Linked DNA regions of Sus scrofa: regions 1, 2 and 3 are each linked to region 4. A link is a contact called in public Hi-C and HiChIP or PLAC-seq data. All regions are on one chromosome and are shown on one strand. The core of a region is the stretch at or near the end of the contact, and the rest is flanking DNA. Distances in the headings are between cores, read along the strand shown. Region 1 overlaps GDPD5 (glycerophosphodiester phosphodiesterase domain-containing protein 5). Region 2 overlaps GDPD5 (glycerophosphodiester phosphodiesterase domain-containing protein 5). Region 3 holds the start of SERPINH1 (serpin family H member 1). Region 4 holds the start of GDPD5 (glycerophosphodiester phosphodiesterase domain-containing protein 5).

What was found. Hi-C and Micro-C count contacts between places; a contact is called where the count stands out from the background. HiChIP or PLAC-seq counts read pairs in DNA pulled down with a chosen protein or histone mark.
Region 1: an H3K27ac HiChIP or PLAC-seq map of skeletal muscle shows a contact between it and region 4. The contact joins the enhancer-like site here to the promoter of GDPD5 in region 4. A contact is called at or near these places in 2 of 5 promoter capture datasets (liver and skeletal muscle), 12 of 47 Hi-C or Micro-C datasets (adipocytes, blood, brain and 8 more) and 1 of 2 datasets of contacts at active chromatin or transcription factors (skeletal muscle).
Region 2: a Hi-C map of skeletal muscle shows a contact between it and region 4, with 3 times the contacts expected there. The contact joins the enhancer-like site here to the promoter of GDPD5 in region 4. A contact is called at or near these places in 4 of 5 promoter capture datasets (fetal liver, liver and skeletal muscle), 35 of 47 Hi-C or Micro-C datasets (adipose tissue, alveolar macrophages, blood and 18 more) and 2 of 2 datasets of contacts at active chromatin or transcription factors (alveolar macrophages and skeletal muscle).
Region 3: a Hi-C map of heart right ventricle shows a contact between it and region 4, with 4 times the contacts expected there. The contact joins the promoter of SERPINH1 here to the promoter of GDPD5 in region 4. A contact is called at or near these places in 2 of 47 Hi-C or Micro-C datasets (embryonic fibroblasts and heart right ventricle).

Annotation. Positions count from the first base shown.
Region 1 is chr9:9,691,870-9,696,017 of Sscrofa11.1, reverse strand. GDPD5 (glycerophosphodiester phosphodiesterase domain-containing protein 5) reads left to right here. Exons shown (of 18, transcript XM_021062519.1): 3 at 1,631-1,805. The coding sequence starts at 1,689. Among named protein-coding and RNA genes, the nearest start is that of KLHL35, 42 kb to the right of the region's middle. Within about 2 kb of position 2,222, at least 31 of the 83 cell types and tissues checked have an H3K27ac peak or open chromatin away from gene starts, as enhancers often do. A contact at or near this core is called in liver, omental adipose tissue, retroperitoneal adipose tissue and 1 more, where this site is marked.
Region 2 is chr9:9,674,513-9,678,560 of Sscrofa11.1, reverse strand. It overlaps GDPD5 (glycerophosphodiester phosphodiesterase domain-containing protein 5), which reads left to right. Exons shown (of 18, transcript XM_021062519.1): 5 at 1,028-1,121; 6 at 1,679-1,738. Among named protein-coding and RNA genes, the nearest start is that of KLHL35, 25 kb to the right of the region's middle. Within about 2 kb of position 2,515, at least 1 of the 83 cell types and tissues checked has an H3K27ac peak or open chromatin away from gene starts, as enhancers often do. A contact at or near this core is called in skeletal muscle, where this site is marked.
Region 3 is chr9:9,780,964-9,785,267 of Sscrofa11.1, reverse strand. SERPINH1 (serpin family H member 1) reads right to left here and starts at 2,329. Exons shown (of 6, transcript NM_001244132.1): 1 at 2,175-2,329. It overlaps LOC102161477 (a long non-coding RNA gene), which reads left to right. Exons shown (of 4, transcript XR_002335540.1): 2 at 3,232-3,291. LOC106504810 (a long non-coding RNA gene) reads right to left here. Exons shown (of 2, transcript XR_001298623.2): 2 at 3,420-3,708.
Region 4 is chr9:9,735,840-9,740,050 of Sscrofa11.1, reverse strand. It overlaps GDPD5 (glycerophosphodiester phosphodiesterase domain-containing protein 5), which reads left to right and starts at 1,865. Exons shown (of 18, transcript XM_021062519.1): 1 at 1,865-2,675.

The sequences.
Region 1 (4,148 bases), core at 973-3,472, 44 kb after region 4:
GCGTCCCCAGGAGGTGAGGAGTGGCGAGCCCCTGGAGGTGTGGGCCCTGCCCGACATCCTTTGCCCACCTCAGAGCGGACACTCGCCCCTTCTCCTTCCTGACTCCTGGAAGGCCCGTCCTGTGCACATAGAAGGCCGCAGAAGTTCAGGGCAGGGACCAGGAATTCAGACAGATAACGGGACACGGGACTGAGAAGGGCCCTCAAACACCGGGCTCAGAGGTGAGGGCTTTCTCTTGGCCCAGAGCCGGCAGGGTCTTGAGCCTGCGATTCCTCTGGAACTTGGCTGATAGCAGCAGCCCTGGGAAGTGGCTTGGAGAAATCAGCTGATGCTCAGTAACGCCATGAGTCCCGCCCGGCAGGAGGCGGGTGCGTGGGGAGTCAGGTCCCGGGGGCCTTGTCCCGACTGCTCCGACTGTGGGCGGCACGACTGTCAGCGGAACTTCGGGCCTTCTCGGCAGTACCGTCCGGGAACCCCCACCCAGGGCCGCCTCCCCCGTGCTGCCCTGTGCTGGCCACTGGGGCTGTGCGAAGAACACAGGTCCTCCCCTGGCAGAGCAGGTATGTCATCAGCGCCCCCACAGGCTGCTCAGGAAGAGCGAGGGACACTGGGAGCCCTCTCACCAAACCTGGGGCCCCAGGGTTGGCTCCCCGGAGGAGGTTACATCCGCACAGAGCCGCGAAGGATCAGGAGGTGTTGGCCTGATGAAGAGCAGCGTGTCCTGGCGTGGCGAGGCTGGAGAGCCAGGCGCTGGTCATTTGCCTATCAGCAAGCTCACTCTGGAGTTCCCTGGTGGCCTAGCAGGTTAAGGACCTGGCGTTGTCACTGCTGCAGCTCAGGTCACAGCTGTGGCTGGTTGGGTCTGGCCAACCCCTGAGTTAGAACACAGGGCCAGATTGCCAGGCTCTGCTGTGTGCCCTTTGACAAATGGCTAACCCTTTCTGTGCTTCACAATTCTCACCTGTAAAATGGAGATGACCATGCTAACCAACGCTTGGAGAATGTCAGACTGTGCACCAGCTCTGGAGAAGGGCTTTCGGCGGTTCTTCCTGAAGTGTAAACACAGTGCTCGCATCTGACCCAGTTCCATCCCAAAGTCAGCACTCAAAGCCATGAAAATGTATGGCCACACAAAAACTTGTTCACAGCAGAGTTATTTATAACAACCAAAACGTGGTAACACCCCAAATGTCTGTCAACTACGGAACGGGTAATGCGGTGGATCTCTGCAATTAAATATTATTCGGTCATGATAAGGAGTGCGGCCCTGAGTCCCGCTGCAGCGTGGACGAATCATGTGGAAGAAGCAAGACCATATGTTGCATGATTCCATTTAGGTGATATTCCAGAATGGGCAAATCCATGGAGACGGAAAGGAGGGAGAGTAGGTTGCCCGGGGCTGGGGCTCGGGGTGGGAGTGGGGGAGTGCCTGCTGGTGGGTATGGGGATTAGGTCATGGCAGGTGGCAGGAGACTGTCCCGGGCACTGCAAGGAAGGACCTCTGACTCCGATCAAGCAGGGCTCTGAGCAGAGGCTGACCCACCTCAGGCCTAGGCGACAGGGACACCTGCTGTGTCAGGGCCCAGTCCCCACCCTCCCCCGCCTCACAGCCCTGTGCTTCATCCTGCAGGACCAGCCGGGGCCTCCATGGGCGCCTGAGGGCGGGGTGCCAGGCCGGCAGCGCGAGCATGGTGAGACACCAGCCCCTGCAGTACTACGAGCCGCAGCTCTGCCTCTCCTGCCTCACTGGCATCTACGGCTGCCGCTGGAAGCGCTACCAGCGCTCTCACGATGACACCACGCCGGTGAGCTCTGCTGGGACAGGGTCCGAGGACCTGGGGAGCCTGGGGTCTGGGGAGGGATCGCAGCTCTGACCCTCTGCTGTGTGTCTCTGGACAGAGCCCCCCCCGCCGCCTTCTGGGTTTCAGTTTCTCCTTCTGTAAAATGGGCCCGTGGTAATTCCCGAATTGGCCGAAGTGGGTGCGTCATGGGTGCGTCTAGCCCTTACCTCTCCTCTCAGTGTGGGGCTGGGCTGCTTGGGGGTGGGGGTGGGGGCTGGGCACAGAGCAGTAGCCAAGAAGGCGGGGTCTCCGCAAGGCGAGTGGACGTTCTCAGCTTCCTGGCAGAGCCAGAGGGGCAGGCATGCAGGTGGGTGCCTAAGGGGGAGGGTGAGAAGGTGGGGCAGGCCGTCCTGGAGCCTGGGAGCTGGCAGGGCCATGGCCTGGCACCAAGGCCCCGTCACCTGAGCCCCAAGCCTGCCAGGGCTGGCGGCAGGTGCTTGGCAGGGTAAAGAAAGCCTCCTTGAGTGCCCGGCTCCCCGAGCCAGAGCCCAAGCCGCACTTCCGTCCCTGGGGCGCCGTCCGCAGTGGATCTAGTTTCTTCTCTGAAGGAACCCAGTTCCTTTAGGAGGGAACAGAGAGCGAGATGAATGGTGTTTATCTAAAAGCTCAGCTGCCTGGAGAACAGCTTTCCTCCTCCCTCCTGCGTGTCTGAACAAAGAAGCCCGCCTCCAAATTCAGCCAGTTCTGACACAGGCTGGGGGGGGGGGGGTGGCGCCAAGGACAGGGTGGCGTCCAGAGTCAGAGGCCAGGCAGAGCCGGGCTATCTGGATTGGGAGGTTGGGAAGCTTGTCCGCCCGGCTGCCCTCCTTCTCTGCCTGTGCTGGTGAGGGACAGATCGCTGCTGGACTGAGGCAGGAGCCTGAGGTCATGACCCCCCCAGTGGTGAGAAGCAGGTACCATCTGGTGGGCGCCTGGCCGGACTCATCGCTACGTCTGCGCAGTAGCACAGAGGAGGCAAGGGAGGGGAGGGGGCCTGCCCAGGGCCACCCAGCAGGTCCCTGCCCAGGACAGCCTTTTATGTGGACCTAGGGTCTCCTCTCAGTGGACCAGGCTGTGTGATCAGGAGTCAGGCAGCCTCAAGTTCAAATTGTACCTACCTGACTTTGAGCTTCTCATCTGTGAAATAATGCACACCCCCCTCAGAGCTGCTGGGTGGATGGCGGGTGGCAGGACATGGAGTGGCCAGCACTGGCCGTGACTGGCCCGTAAGACAAGTCATTCCCACACGCCGTGGCTCGGCCTCCCCGGCTCCGACGTGGAAGAGGGGTTCAGAATTCCCTCCGCTTTGCTCTGAGCTCCATTCTCCCCTGAGATGGTGGAGGGAGGCAGCGGGGCCTCCGCGTGTCAGGAAGGCAGGACCTCGCAGTCCCCAGGCACCCGGGGGCCTGTCTGCGTGCAGGGCACCGAGCTGAGTGCTGTCACACAGCTGCTCGTGTTGCTCCCAAGCCCATGAGCTCAGTGTCATCACTGCCCCTTCACACGTGGAAACGGAAGCCAGGGACGTCCGTGGTGGGGCTGAGGTCACACAGCCTTAGAGGGGCAGAGCTGGGATGCAGCCCTGCGTGGTGTGGGTCCCGTGCTCTCGGTGGGCCTGGGGTGGGAAGAGAGCTGAGGCTGAGCGAGGGAGGAAGGATGGCCGAGCGCCCAAGCAGGAAGCCCTTGGCCGTCGGAGGAGACACTGGAGGAAGGCAAACCTCTCTGGGCACCTGACACCTCTTGGTGGCCCGGGGCCAGGCCATCACAGGCTGTGCAGTCAGGAAGTGATGGGGCCTGGTGTGGCCAGCGCAGGGCCCAGGGTGGAGGAAGTGGTGGGTTGATGCTGGTTTTGAGCTGACGGGGGGCCCACACCGTGCAGGCTCTGCAAATGCCAAGGCCTGGGGTGCCAGGTATGGGGCAGTGCAGGAGCTGCTGGCCACGGGCCAGCTTGGCTGGGAGAGGGGAGAGGGTTAGCGGCAGCCCTGGGTGGCGGGGCCTGTGCACGGCTCGTGGAGCTCACCTCAGGCAACCCGAGCCTCCCAGCTAAGGAGGGGCCTCCCCTGCCCTGTCACTTCCCGCTTCCTGGGTTCCAGGCTCTGCCAGCTGCCCCTTCTCTCTGTCACTCACTCGCCTCCCTCCTTTGTCCCCAGTCCCTCCCCAGGACTGTGGTGGGGGTCTGGGCTCCTGGCCTGACTCAGTGAAGGGAACAGCAATCTGGTGTTTCAAAGGCAGGCCTGGAGCAGAGAAGCTGCTGCATAAACGCTGCTGGGCGATAGAGGCCCCGAGAGAGCTCAGAGCACAGGTTGGGGCCTGAAAGGAGGGGCCCCTCGG
Region 2 (4,048 bases), core at 1,266-3,765, 62 kb after region 4:
TTTGTGTTCATTTATAATGGTGAATAATTGGAAACTATTAATCGTCCTTAGTAGGAAGTTGGCTTCACGTGGTACATGAATTCAGTGACCGCGTGACTATTAAAAACGCCCATTTCCTCAGGATTTTACGGACCTCAGTAAGTGCCGGTGTTGTAAGAAGCGGCGGATTGAGTACTTAGCATGCGCCTCACCTCGCTCCATCCCCAGACACCCCGGGAAGGGCCCTTCGTTGTCCCCATCCTGTCACTGGGAACCTAGGCTCAGGGAAGCCGGGAATTACATTTTCTTAGCCCAAGACCTCATCTTTTCATGGGTTAACATGGAAATTGAGGTGAATGTCACAGTCGGTGGCATCTTAGAGGAGTTCTCGTCGTGAGACGGAAATGAATCAGACTTGGAACCATGAGGTTGCGGGTTCAATCCCTGGCCTCGCTCGGTGGGTTAAGGATCCGGCGTTGCCGTGAGCTGTGGTGTAGGTTGTAGACGTGGCTTGGATCCCGCGTTGCTGTGGCTGTGGCGTAGGCCAGCGGCCACAGCTCCGATTTGACCCCTAGCCTGGGAACCTCAATATGCCGCTCAGCAAAAAAAAAAAAAAAAAAAAAAAGTCGAAAGCAATCAGTGGCATCTTAGAGTCAGGGGGACCTGCCCTCTCCACAGAGTCCTGCCAGCCAGGGGATCCGAATCTGTGCCCAGCTCCTCCAAAGCCAGAGCTTTGACCGCCACACGGTGCACACAGATAGAGAAGCAGCAGGGACTCACTGGAAGAGGTCAGCTAGGTTTGGTGCTGGTTACTTCTGGGCAGTAGAATTCACAGGAACCGTTCCCCTCTTTATGCTTCTTGGCATGCCCAGGTGTCCCCGTGAGTCCTCCCCAGGCAGGCCTGACTGGGCATCAGGGGACAGTGACGTTCTTACTGAGCAGGCAGGGCCTGGTCCCTGAGCCCGGCCTCCTGAGAGCTGAGAGCCGGCCGCCTGAGGGAGCGTCCTGGCCCCAGTGGCATCTGACCCCTGCCCCTTCTCCTCGGCAGGTACCTCTACAACCGCTTGGGCTACTGGAGTGACTGGTCTGTGCCCATTCTCATGGCCACAGCTGCCGCTTTCACGTACGTCGCGGGCCTGCAGGTACGCGGGGCTGGCTCAGAGGGCAGGTGGCCGGTGCTGGGCTGATAGAAGGGGTCTAGGAGGGCAGCCAGCTTCGCCCTGGGCCTCTGGGGTTGGTGCCCTCAAGGCGGGATGCACCTTGCGGGAGGGCCCCCCATGAGGATGGCCCGCGGCTGGGTCCCAGGCACACTTCTTCTCCCAGGAGCCTCTGCTCTGGTCCTGCTGCCAATCTCCACTCCCGCAGACTCAGGTCAGCCCCCAGGCTGGGTTGGGGGCTCCTGGGGCACGAGGCTCAAGTCCGCTTCAGAATCCCAGGGCCCGCAAGTCTCGAGCCGTCGTTAGACTGCAAGTGCACCAGGGCCCAGTGAGATCTGGAGAGAAAGGTCCTAGAGCAGGAGCCTCTGGCCTGGAACAGTGTAGGGGAGGCCGGCCTGGGGGGCTGCCCACCACCTGCAGGGAGGGTTTCCTGACTGCCCGAGCCGGGCCGAGAGCGCTGGGGAGCAGGGCGCCTGGGGAAGGGACGGACACCTCCAGGTGACACTTGGTGCCTGACTCTCGCTCTCTGGGGCCCTGTTCAGGTCCTGGCACTGTGTCACATCGCCGTGGGACAGCAGATGAACCTGCACTGGCTGCACAAGGTAAGGGCTGCCTCTGCGGGGGCTCGGGGGAGGGAGGCTGGAGGCCGCAGCAGCAGAGGAGGAGGCTAGAGGCATCTTCCCCCCTGGTCGTGCTTGTAGCTGTGCTGGTAGCTGATGCTGAGAACTCATGGTGGGTCCAGCACGGTTCTCACGGCCTGAACTCTATTAACTCAGGCCTCACAGCAGCCCTATGATGGAGGTGCTGTCAGCATCCCATTTTGCAGTCGGGAAAACTGAGGTACTCAGAGGTTATGTAACTTGCTGAAGGTCTCCCCTTAATAAGTGGAGGATCCAGGCCCTAGCCCCGTAGCCGAGCCATTAGCCAGCACAGGTCACAGCCCGGCTCTCTGGTCGCTCTGCCTTCAGTCTCTCCTCTTCGGTGAGTTCATTTAAAAACGTGACCCAATGATACTACCCCGATTTGAAGCCCTCCCCGCCACTTCCATTGCTCCCAGGATGATCCAACCCCCTCACCCAGCACTAAGGCCCTGGGTGACCTGGGCCCTGCGCCATCTCCCAGCAGCTGTCGTGGGATGTCACCCTGAGCTTCTGCTCCCGAGACAGCACGGGCCCTCGCAGCTCGACTGCCTCATCTCTGCTTCGCCCCTTGGCTCCCGCCCCCCTCTCTCCGTGGCCTCTCTGCCTTACTGGGTTCTCCTCACCACCTGAGCCAGGCTTCTTGGGCCCCCCAGTGCCCGCAGGCTCCCCACCACAGTCCTGGCCTCTTGTCACCCGTTTCCATCTGGCCCCCTGACTGCAACCCTCCCCGATCTGGGAGCTCCACGCATGCAGAACTGATGTCCCATCTCCTTGTCCCCAGGGCCCCATGCGGGGCAGGGCCCAAAGCAGTGAGGCTCCGTGCAGCCCAGAGCCTCGGCTCCCTCGCTCACCGTGCTGCTGACACGTGGCTGGTGCCTGCTCTGCCTGAGGTGCCAGTGGGGACAGGGGTGGCACAGAGCTGGCTGAGAGTGAGCCCCTCCCTCCCGGGGGGCACTGGGCCTTGGAGGGGAGGCTAGGCCACCTCTTTTTTTAGAACCCAACTCAGAGTGGGTGCGCCATTTAGGAGGGGGCAGAAATGTCCGGCAAGAGCCATGAGCCCATGAGATGGTCCAGAGTGACTTGGGGGGGGGAGCTCACTTCCAGCCACAAGGACATGGAGCAGGAACCGGAGGGTGGACATGGTGAGTTCCGGTCGGGCGGCATGGAGCAGGAGGTGCCTTTGGGTGGCTGGGGGTAGGGGGGCGCTGGGGATCTGGAGCTGGGGAGTCAGACCCCAGTGACTGGAATCTTAGAGGGATGAGGAGCCGTGAGCTGCCGCTAGTCCCCTCCCGCCTGCCTCCTGCTTGTCACTCTATCCTGCGATCTCCTCTGGGCTTCTGAAGTCCCCTCTGTGAGGGACTTTCATCTCCCAGCTGCAAAGCTGACACTTGAAGGAACCGCACCCTGGCACCCCCGTCAGGACTGGCGCATGCTGCGGCCCCCTTCTCGGGCCCGCCCGGCTCTCAGCAGGCCAGGGCGCACCTGCTTGATCCCAGTGTTGAGGCATCCGGAGGCGCAGAGCCCGCCAGGGGAGTGGGTCAGTGCAGGGCGTCTTCTCCTGGGGGCAGGGGGCTCAGATCCCTTCATCTGCCTGGTGCCAACTCCCAAGGTGCCAGGCCTGCCATCCTCTCCCCTCTGATCCCTCCCGAGAGATCTCAGCACGAGGAAGGTCATTCCAGGCTGAGCTGATCCACAGCCAGACCTGCTGCACCAGGAGGGAGGGAGCTTCCTGGGGCTCAGAGGGTTCGAGTCGGGCTGGAAACGCTGGTCTTCCAAGAGTCTACCATTTGGCTCTGAGATTTTAAGGAATCCTTTTTTCGTTTGCTTTGTTTTGTTTTAACCAATTTTTGACCATTAATACATCAACATGGTTCAAAATGCAAAAGGTCCCCCAAAGGTACAGAATATAAATATCCCTGTCACCTTTGCAGAGACATTTCAAGCTCCCTCCCCTTGGGCCCATTGAGAGCATCCCCACGGGTGTCCCTCCCTTGTCCCTGCCCTGGGATCCGACCCCTAGTTCCCCAGGTATCCAGCCAGCCCCCCTTGCTTCGAGGTCATTGCCAGGACAGCAGGACAGTGAGCCAAGCTGCGTGGGGAGCTGCTGGGTCCGGGGCGCACTTGGGTAATTTGCAGACCGCCTCCTTGTCACCAACTCACGCTCCCTCAGTGACGGGCCTGTGCCTTTAAAACACCCTCGCCCATGGAGTGTCTGTGGGTTTGTTGACTTTGCCAGGCTGATGGGTGAAAATGGTACCTTGGTATAGTTTT
Region 3 (4,304 bases), core at 1,080-3,579, 45 kb before region 4:
CTTGCCACGTGGCAGGCACTGTCTTGACAGCCCCCACCCCCAGCCAACAGAACCTCCAAGGGACTGGGAGAGGCCTTTCAGAAAAGCTCCAAATGACTAGTTTGGGATTCCTCGGGTGGCCACACAGCTGCGCTCCTGTGCTGCTCCTGCTCTGGGTGACGTGGCAGGCTGGCAACTGAAGGCTCGCCTCCTGCCTACAGAAGGGGGCTTTCAGCCTAGGAGCAGGAAGCCTAGGTTCGGGTCAGAGGGGGTGCCCCAGAAACTCCCAGGCCCTAGCTTCGAGCCAGCAAGCTCCATCTCTGCAGGCCAGTGTGCAGCTCTGGAGGAGGGCTGCCCTGTTAACTCAGCCGCAGGAACAACAGAGGAAGGCAAGTCACTGCAAGCCAGCCAGCCTCCCGCAGCCCAGCCCAGCCCGGCCCTGCCACAGGGAAATCCCAGCCCTTAGGCCAAGGTTAGCTGAGTTACAGACCCACAGAGAAAAGTACACAGTCACAGGGCTGAGGGCTGGCCAGACCCAGTCGAGACTGGGGTCCAGATTTTTATAAGTAAGAGGGAAGGGAATAGATGCTACAGGGGCCCCCAGAGAGGGGCTCCAACACTTGAGGGGGACTCAGGTACCTTGCAACTGTCTCAGGGGGAGGCCAAGGCCTGCCTTTTTCATTCTGAAAGAAAACAGAAGAGTGAAGAAGGATGGGATAGGGCAGAGCTGGGGTGGTGAGGAACCGACTAGAAGACCCAGCCCTGTAGACGGACCTGTCTACACTGCCCCTGGCCAAGGGAGCACTGAACCAGTCCCAGAGCTACAAGGTCAATGTCAGAGGTGGGCCCCCTCATCACACAGTGGGAGAAATGGAGCCAGGGTGGGCACGGGGCCACCTGCCGTCCCACAGGGATCAGTGGGGGTCAGGCCTCCTTCCTTCCTCCTGGAAGCACCCCCCCCCCCCCAGAGCCCCTGCCGAGGGCTGGAGGCTGTGTCCTGTTCCACAGCCAGTTAAAAAAAAAAAACAACAAAAGCTTCTGCTGGGCTTCCCAGGGACCAAGACACAAGGAGGAGACCGGGAGGCCTCAGGAAGGGGGGATGGGCAGAGGAACCGCCGGCCGAGGACCAGAGGGTGTGGTCACAGCCAGAGACTTAGGGGAACCAGAGCCCCCTGATTGTCCTTGGGCTCCATCCGGGCCCTGCAGACCAGAGGGACCAGCCGGAAACGTGGGAAGAGGAGGGGCCGGGCCTTCTGGCGGCGCTGGAAGTGGTTTCATTCTTCTTCTTCCCCCCACTCCAGCCGCCTCAGGAATGTCCCTAAGTGGGGGCAGGGAATCTGGTCTCTGGAAGGAGCCTTAACCCTGAAGTTACTCCAGGAACCAGGTGGCAGTGGACAGAATTAGGGTGGCTGACTCCTAAAGCCTTTTAGGCAGCTCCCAGCCCCGTTCTATGGTGGGGTGCAGACCTGGCTGGCTCCTCACCCTCTTTTTGGAGGGAAGGGGGGGGATGGACTGGTGGCAGCCACGTCCCTCCTCTATTTGCCATCACCTAACCATCAGCAGGCTGCTGATGAGACATGGAGCTGCCCCTGGTGAAGCCTCCCAAACCCTGGGGACCCCAAGAGCCAGGGCCCTCCCCCAGAAGTCAAGGCTGTTTTAGCGCCTTTCCACCTCCCCACCAGGAGGCTCAGATGTCCCGCAGCAAGCCTGTGAGGAGGTGGGGCCACTGGCCCCGGGCCTCAACCCCGCAACTGGAGGCACCCCAATGGCAAAGCGGGCCTGGCCTCCCTGTCCCAGCTGGAAGGGGCTCCAGACCCATCGCCACCCTCCTTGGTCCTCAGCATCCTGGCTCCCTGCCCCCCTGCTTCCCCTCTGCCCTCACCACCCGGCCCACACTTCTGGGGAAGCCTGCACTTTTCCCGGATCGTCTGAGGGCCCTGATTCCCCGGCCCGCTCCCATCGCCCATCTCCGCTCCCGGCTCCGGCCTCAGGCTCGCTCCGCCATCGCCATCCAGCCGCCCCCGCAGTCCCTAAGTCCCTATCCCGAACCCTCCAGCGGCCCCCAGAGTGCCAGAGACTCCCCTCTGCGGGCTCTGGGTTGGCTCCTAAAACCTCCTGGAGGCCGCTTGCCCCTCTCACTCCCTTGAGCACCCCCAGACCCCCGCCGCTCCCGCCCCACCCGCCCCCGCCCTCACCTGGCCGGGCTGGGTGGGCGCCGGGACACAGTCACAGTGTCACACTCGAGCCGAGAATGGATTCCACTCTCCACCGCGCCCCCGCCGTCCAGATCTATATATGGCGTTCCCCCACCCCACCTCCCTCCCGTCCCGAGAAACTTCTGGAAAGTTGGAAAAGCTTCCGGAGGGCGCCCCGGCTCCGCCAAAAAAAGCCAAAGACCTCCCCCAAACGTCCCGGCTCCCGCCCCCTCCCTCTGCAGGCAGCCTCCCCGCCCCTGGGTCCTACTGCCCCCCTCATCGGACAGGGTGGCGGCGCACGGGGAGCCCCCACCTTAGGTGCTGGGTGCCTGAGACCCCCTAGATGCCCTCTGCGGGGGCATCCTTCAACCCAACTGAGACTCCACACCCTAGTGGGAATTTGGACCGCTGAGCTGGAGGGGACACGGGGCTCTAAGGTCCAGCTCCCTGCAAGGTGTCTGATACACTCCAAGGTTCTTTGCACAAGCCACTCACTCCTGATGGCACCTCTCCTTCCAGCACCCCTTTCCCTGCAAGGCCTCTGCCTCCAAGTGGCTCCATTTCCCCATTTTCCACCTGAGACTTAATTGGCTCTCCCTAGGCACCCCGTCCTCGTCCTCGTCAGGGCCCCAGCTCAGGCTGGAAGGCTGGAGGTTGGGAGGCAGGACCCAGCTCCACCTGCAGTTTGTCCTGAGCTCCTTGGCGCTCTGCCTCAGTGACTGCCTTGAGTGGCCAGGCCAGTCCCAGGACTTGACCCTCCCCCAGGAAAGTCCTGGAGACACCTCGGGAACTCTGGGTGATGTGGATGGGCCTGGAGGGGTCCACTAAGTCATATGCTGTGTGACCCTAAGGAAGTTACTTTCCTTTTCTGGGCCCAGTTCCTTTGTGAAAGGTCATTCTTTGTTTCCTATCTGTCTGTCTCCTTGGTCTTCCCCCTCCCTGCCTGGTCCCCTCCCGAAGGCTCCAGGTCTCCCTATCAACTCCTCCTGCCGCACCCTCCCACAGCTGATAGCCTCTGGAGCTCTGAGCTAAGCTGGGGTATTCATTTCTGTTCTAGGTCCTGAGGACACAGCCAAGAACAGGACAAAGTCCCTGCTCTTAGGATGGACCATATGAGGTGCGTATGTGCCATCTCAGTAGGGAACTCAGGAAGGCAGAAGGTTCTTTCATCCCCTTTCTTCCCCAGAGCTTTACTGTGAAATGATAGCTGACCAGTAGGCCCAATTCAAAGAAGAAGGGACAGCGTAAAAAGGCACTTTGCTCATTTATTCAATCAACAAACTGTGCTGAGGATCTTCTTTCTTCCGGGTGCATCTCTGGATCTGAGGAAGCAAATGAAACCCAGCACCCAGCAGATGAATCATCTGGGACCCTGGCAGCGGAGTTGAGGGGCTGGCTGGCCCTTTCTGGCCCCCCCAGCCTGGTGGCGAAGGTGACTGACTACTCAGTCTTAGGCTGCTGACGTTCGAAGTCCGATTTCAGGGACTGTGGGAAATCTTAGATCCCAAGAGCTTTAGATTCTTCTAATCAGGGTCTAAGAATCAGAGATTGGAGTTGCTGTTGTGGCTCAGTGGTAAGGAACTCTGCTAGCATCCATGAGGACACAGGTTCAATCCCTGGCCTCGCTTAGTGGGTTAAGGGTCCAGCGTTGCCATGAGCTGTGGTGTAGGTTGCAGACGCGGCTCGGATCCCGCATTGCTGTGGCTCTGGCGTAGGCCAGGAGCTGTAGCTCCAATTCAACCCCTAGCCTAGAACTTCCATATGCCTCGAGTATGGCCCTTAAAAGAAAGAAAGAGGAGTTCCCGTCGTGGCGCAGTGGTTAATGAATCCGACTAGGAACCATGAGGTTGCAGGTTCGGTCCCTGCCCTTGCTCAGTGGGTTAACGATCTGGCGTTGCCGTGAGCTGTGGTGTAGGTTGCAGACGCGGCTCGGATCCAGCGTTGCTGTGGCTCTGGCATAGGCCGGTGGCTACAGCTCTAATTCGACCCCTAGCCTGGGAACCTCCATATGCCGCAGGAGCAGCCCAAGAAATAGCAAAAAAGACAAAAAAAAGAAAGAAAGAAAGAAAAGAATCAGAGATTACTTAGATCTTAAGGTGATCGTCCTCCTATATGATATCCCTACGGGAT
Region 4 (4,211 bases), core at 616-3,115:
TTCTCCCAACGGCACTCTCAGGCAGGTGCGCTCTGGAGAGGGGATGGGACGGAGCTCTGGGTCCAGGCCTCACAGAGGACTCCGGCCCTTCACACCATTTGCCCCTTGTGGGCTTTAAGTGTTTTCCTGCTCCCCAGTTTCCCTACAAAGTGCTGCCTTTCCCATGTCAACGCCTGGCTTAAAAATCTTCCCAGGGCCAGGGGCCCCCTCTGATACCCAGTGAGTCCAGACTCAGGAGCTTTATTTATTTATTTATTTATTTATTTATTTATTTATTTATTTATTTATATTTTAGGGCCACACCTGCAGCATATGGAAGTTCCCCGACTAGGGGTTGAATCCGAGCTGCAGCTGCCGGATTCTCATTGTGGCTGAGCCACAGTGAGAACTCCCAGACCCAGGGGCTTTAAAGCTGGGACCTCGGCAAACCCCTGTGAGGTTCAGGGTCGTGAGCTAGATCTCAACACAGTTCTTGGCCCCTAGAAAAAGGTCATCTATCTCCTTGTCTGGCTCCACCCGCCTCTTCCCATCTGTTCTGCTGTCTCTTCTCTGGGAGGTCCACAGCCACCCTGAACTTGGCCGGGTTCTTCAACAGAGCAGCGCCCTTCCCCACACCCGGGGTTCTGCCCAGGGTGGCCTCTGTGCAGACAGAGGTTCCCTCCCAAGCTAGCTAACCCCTGACTTCTGGCCTGAGTCTGCCTGTCCCTCCCTGAGAGAAGCCTCTCCCAATCCCCCCAGAATAGGCCAGGGGTCCCCAGAAGCATCCTTTCAGACTCCATGCTTTTGCATGTGCTGCTTCCTCTGCCAGGAAGACCCTTCCCTCCCTCCTCTGAAGCCTGGTGGCTGGCCAGTCCCTGCCAAGTCGCAACATCTCTATTTCCCTTTTATACACGAGGAACCAGAGGCTCAGAGGGGTTGAGCAACCTGTTCAAAGCCACACAGCTTTGTCCTAGAATGTAATAGTGATGAGTGGGTGGAATCCTATCCCAGCTTATGGTCTTGGGAACATCATTTGGCTCCTCTCTGCTTTGGTGGCCTCATCGCTGAAATGGGGTACCTACTGCATAAGGCTGGTGGTGAGGCTTCGGGAAGCTTGTACTGTGCCGCCTCCATTCCTTCACTTGCCAGGCCCATTAGTGGCGTTCCCATGGCCCCTACAGGACACTCAACACTCATTCATTTAATCCCGAAAACCATCCAAGACCTGCCCTGTGTCCCGCCTTATGCAAGCCTAGCTCCTGTCCCAAGGCTCTGGGGCCGGGGAGGGGAGGAGCACAGGGTAGAAACATCAAGATTCAAGGAGTGTGCTGTCCTCACACACTTTTGCTCTTGACTGCTTATTTTTCCCGAAACCTGAAATCAGAATATTTCACGGCATCCAACCCTCATCTCCTCGCGATGAGCCCTAGAGGCCGCAGAGGGAGAAGGTACTGGGGTGCTGTGAGGGCGTGTCTCACCGGTTCCGAGGGCTCCACTCTCCCTGGACTCCACTACCTCTGATAACGCATCTGGCCTCCATCCGGCCTCTTTTTTCCCCACCCCGACCCCTGTTCCTACCCCTTGACTTCCCCACCGCTGTGTCCCAGACAAACCGGAGCTCACCACTTCTCCTCTATCCGGGTCCCCAGGATACCCTCGCCACACGCCCAGCTCTTTAAACCTCTATCACCCGGATCCATTGTCCTCTCCGGCCGCACCTCTCCATCTCTGCCCCGCCCTCTCCGAGGTAGACTCCACGTTCCGCAGAGCTCCGCTCCTTTCCCACTCTCCCATTGGCCCTCGTGGCCCGACAGCGCGGGACGGGGGGAGGGGATCTGGAGTGCGCCCCGCCCCTTGCCTGTGGCCGGGCGAGGGCGTGGCCTCGGGTGACCCCGCCCCAATTCGGGCGGGGCCGCGTTGGCCGGCGCTCCGGCGCTGGGCGGCGCTGCCTCGGCTCTGCTCGACTCCGGCTCAGGCTCCTGCGGCAGCTCCTGTGGGGGTGGGCGGCGGGGCTGACAGCGGCGGTGGCAGCGGCTGCGGCTCGAGGCTGAGCGAGCGGCGGGCCAGCCGGGAGAAGAGGAGGAAGTGGAGCCGCGGCTGTGAGCTCTGGAGTCAGCTGCCACGCCGAGGACCGCCCCATTTTGCAGAGCGAGCCGAGTCCGGACCTAGGAAGACTTCTCTACCGGGCTCCAGCCGCCGCGGCTCCGCGTCTTCTCGCCCGCGCCCTGCCTTGCCCCGCCAACCCCAGCCCGGTTCTGCGCTCCGCGGTCCGGGGCGTGTGGCCGGGACGCCTCAAACCCCTGACCCTGATCCAGTGCACCAGGGCGGGACGCTCCTGGCCCACCACACGGCTCTGGGATTACCGGCTCCTTCCCAGCCTTTCTCTAGTGTGTGCCGAAGCCCCTAGCCCTCCGCCCGGGATTAAGGCAGGGTGCCCCCACCCCTCCGTCTGAGTGCAAAGGAGCCCGGACCTTCAGCTGCCTCTGCCCCGGTGCTTCGGATTTGGTGCGGTGCTAACGTCCAGGAAGCCCCGACCCGGGCCCAGAGCCCTATGAGGGGTCCCAGGCGGGCTGGCCCGTCGGACTGAACCGGACTGGGCTGGTGCTGTGAGACGAAGCAGCCACCTTCCTGCCGCCCCGGGCGAGGGGCTGAGCGCTTGCCCCGAAGAAAACACAGGGGAGAGCCGAGTGCTGCAGGTGAGAGAGCCCCGGATGCCGGGCGCGGGCGGCCTCCGACCCAGTTTGGGCAGCGCCGGGGCCACCTGCGGGCGTGCACCGGGCGCTAGCTGCGCCGGCAGCTGGCTAGGAGGGGCGCGGGGAGAGGAGGGGGAAGGGAGCCAACCGGCACTTATTGAGCGCCCATTGTGTGCGGGTCCGCGCCCCACCCTTGCGCAAATGATCCTTCAAACGGCCCGCTATCACTCTGAGTGATGAAAGGTGTTGTGTGCTGGTACCGGCGCTTGCAGATGGGGAAAGTGAGGTTCAACGAGGTTAATTAGCCCCGCTCGCTTTCCTCGAGGACTGAGACTGGGGAGGAACGTTAGGCTGGAGAGGGAAAGGAGCTGAGAGTGGAGAGAAGAAAGGAAGTGCGGGGCCGCCAGGCAGGAGATGGGGGAGGGGTCAAGGTGGGGCATCGGGGAGCTGATCCCCAGGCCAGGGACGCGGCTTTTCCTGGCCCCTTTCCCTCTCATCCATTGGCCGTGTCACTTCCCAGGAAAGGTGATCCGGAGTGGAGGACGGAGGTGGAAGCTTCCCAGGCTTCCCTCCCTGACAGAGAGCAGCTGCCCCTGTCCCCCGTGGGTCAGACCCCGGGGTCTCTGAGACACTCTGGAAGCCCCAAGACGCTGCTTATCTGCTGGGAGAATGCAATGAGGAGGGCTCCACGTCAGAGCCCATCAGAGCTGTAGGAAATGGGGCCCCTCAGCACCCACCCAGCTCACACCCTTCACGTTAGCAAGGAGGCCGCTGAGGCCGGGGGACAGGGGGTGCCAGTTGTCGAGGTCCTAAAGCAAGCATGTAGTTGAGCCAGCAGGGTGCCTGAGAAGATGATCCTAAACATCCTTCAGAGTGTCCACTCCTCCTCCCAGTTAGCATCTTCTTGGTGGGTGGCTGGGGTTTGCCCACCCCTGATGTGAGGTTGTGAGGTCCGGGTGACCACGTGCGAGGCTGTTGTGAGAATCTCTGTGGCTGGTGCTGGGACGAGACCCGAGGCTGACCTCAGCCTCTCCTGGGCGGGGGAACCTGCAAGACACCTCTGGTGCAGGAGGGGAGGGGCTCGCCCAAGTTCTCAGGGCGGGGGCTGCCAGGGCTGGGGGCACAGCCCCAGGTACCTGGACTCCCAGGCAGGGGCTTGTTCTGCTGCCCCCCGGGGCTGTGCAGGGGGAGGGGTGTTGAGAAAGAGTGCTTGGCATGGACTCTGTGGGCTCTTGTTCTGGGGGGGAAGGGGACCCAGTCTGGGGACCCCCCCGCTCCCGAGCGAGCGCTCCCTCAAGCCTTGGCTGGGCTGAGTTAACCCCTGCTGTGCCTGGCTTCCTGGAGTCCAGGGGAAATCACCTTGGAAAGCCCCTGGGAGGGGGGAGGGGGAAAGGGGAGGGGGAGGGGGAGAGGTCAGCCAAAGGCTGGAAGCTGGGGGGTGGGGGAGGGGGGAGGCGGGGAGGAAGAGGTTGGGGGAACCGGAAGAGAAAGCGGTGGAGGGGCTTGGGATTCCCCCCACCCACCATCCATGGGGATTCA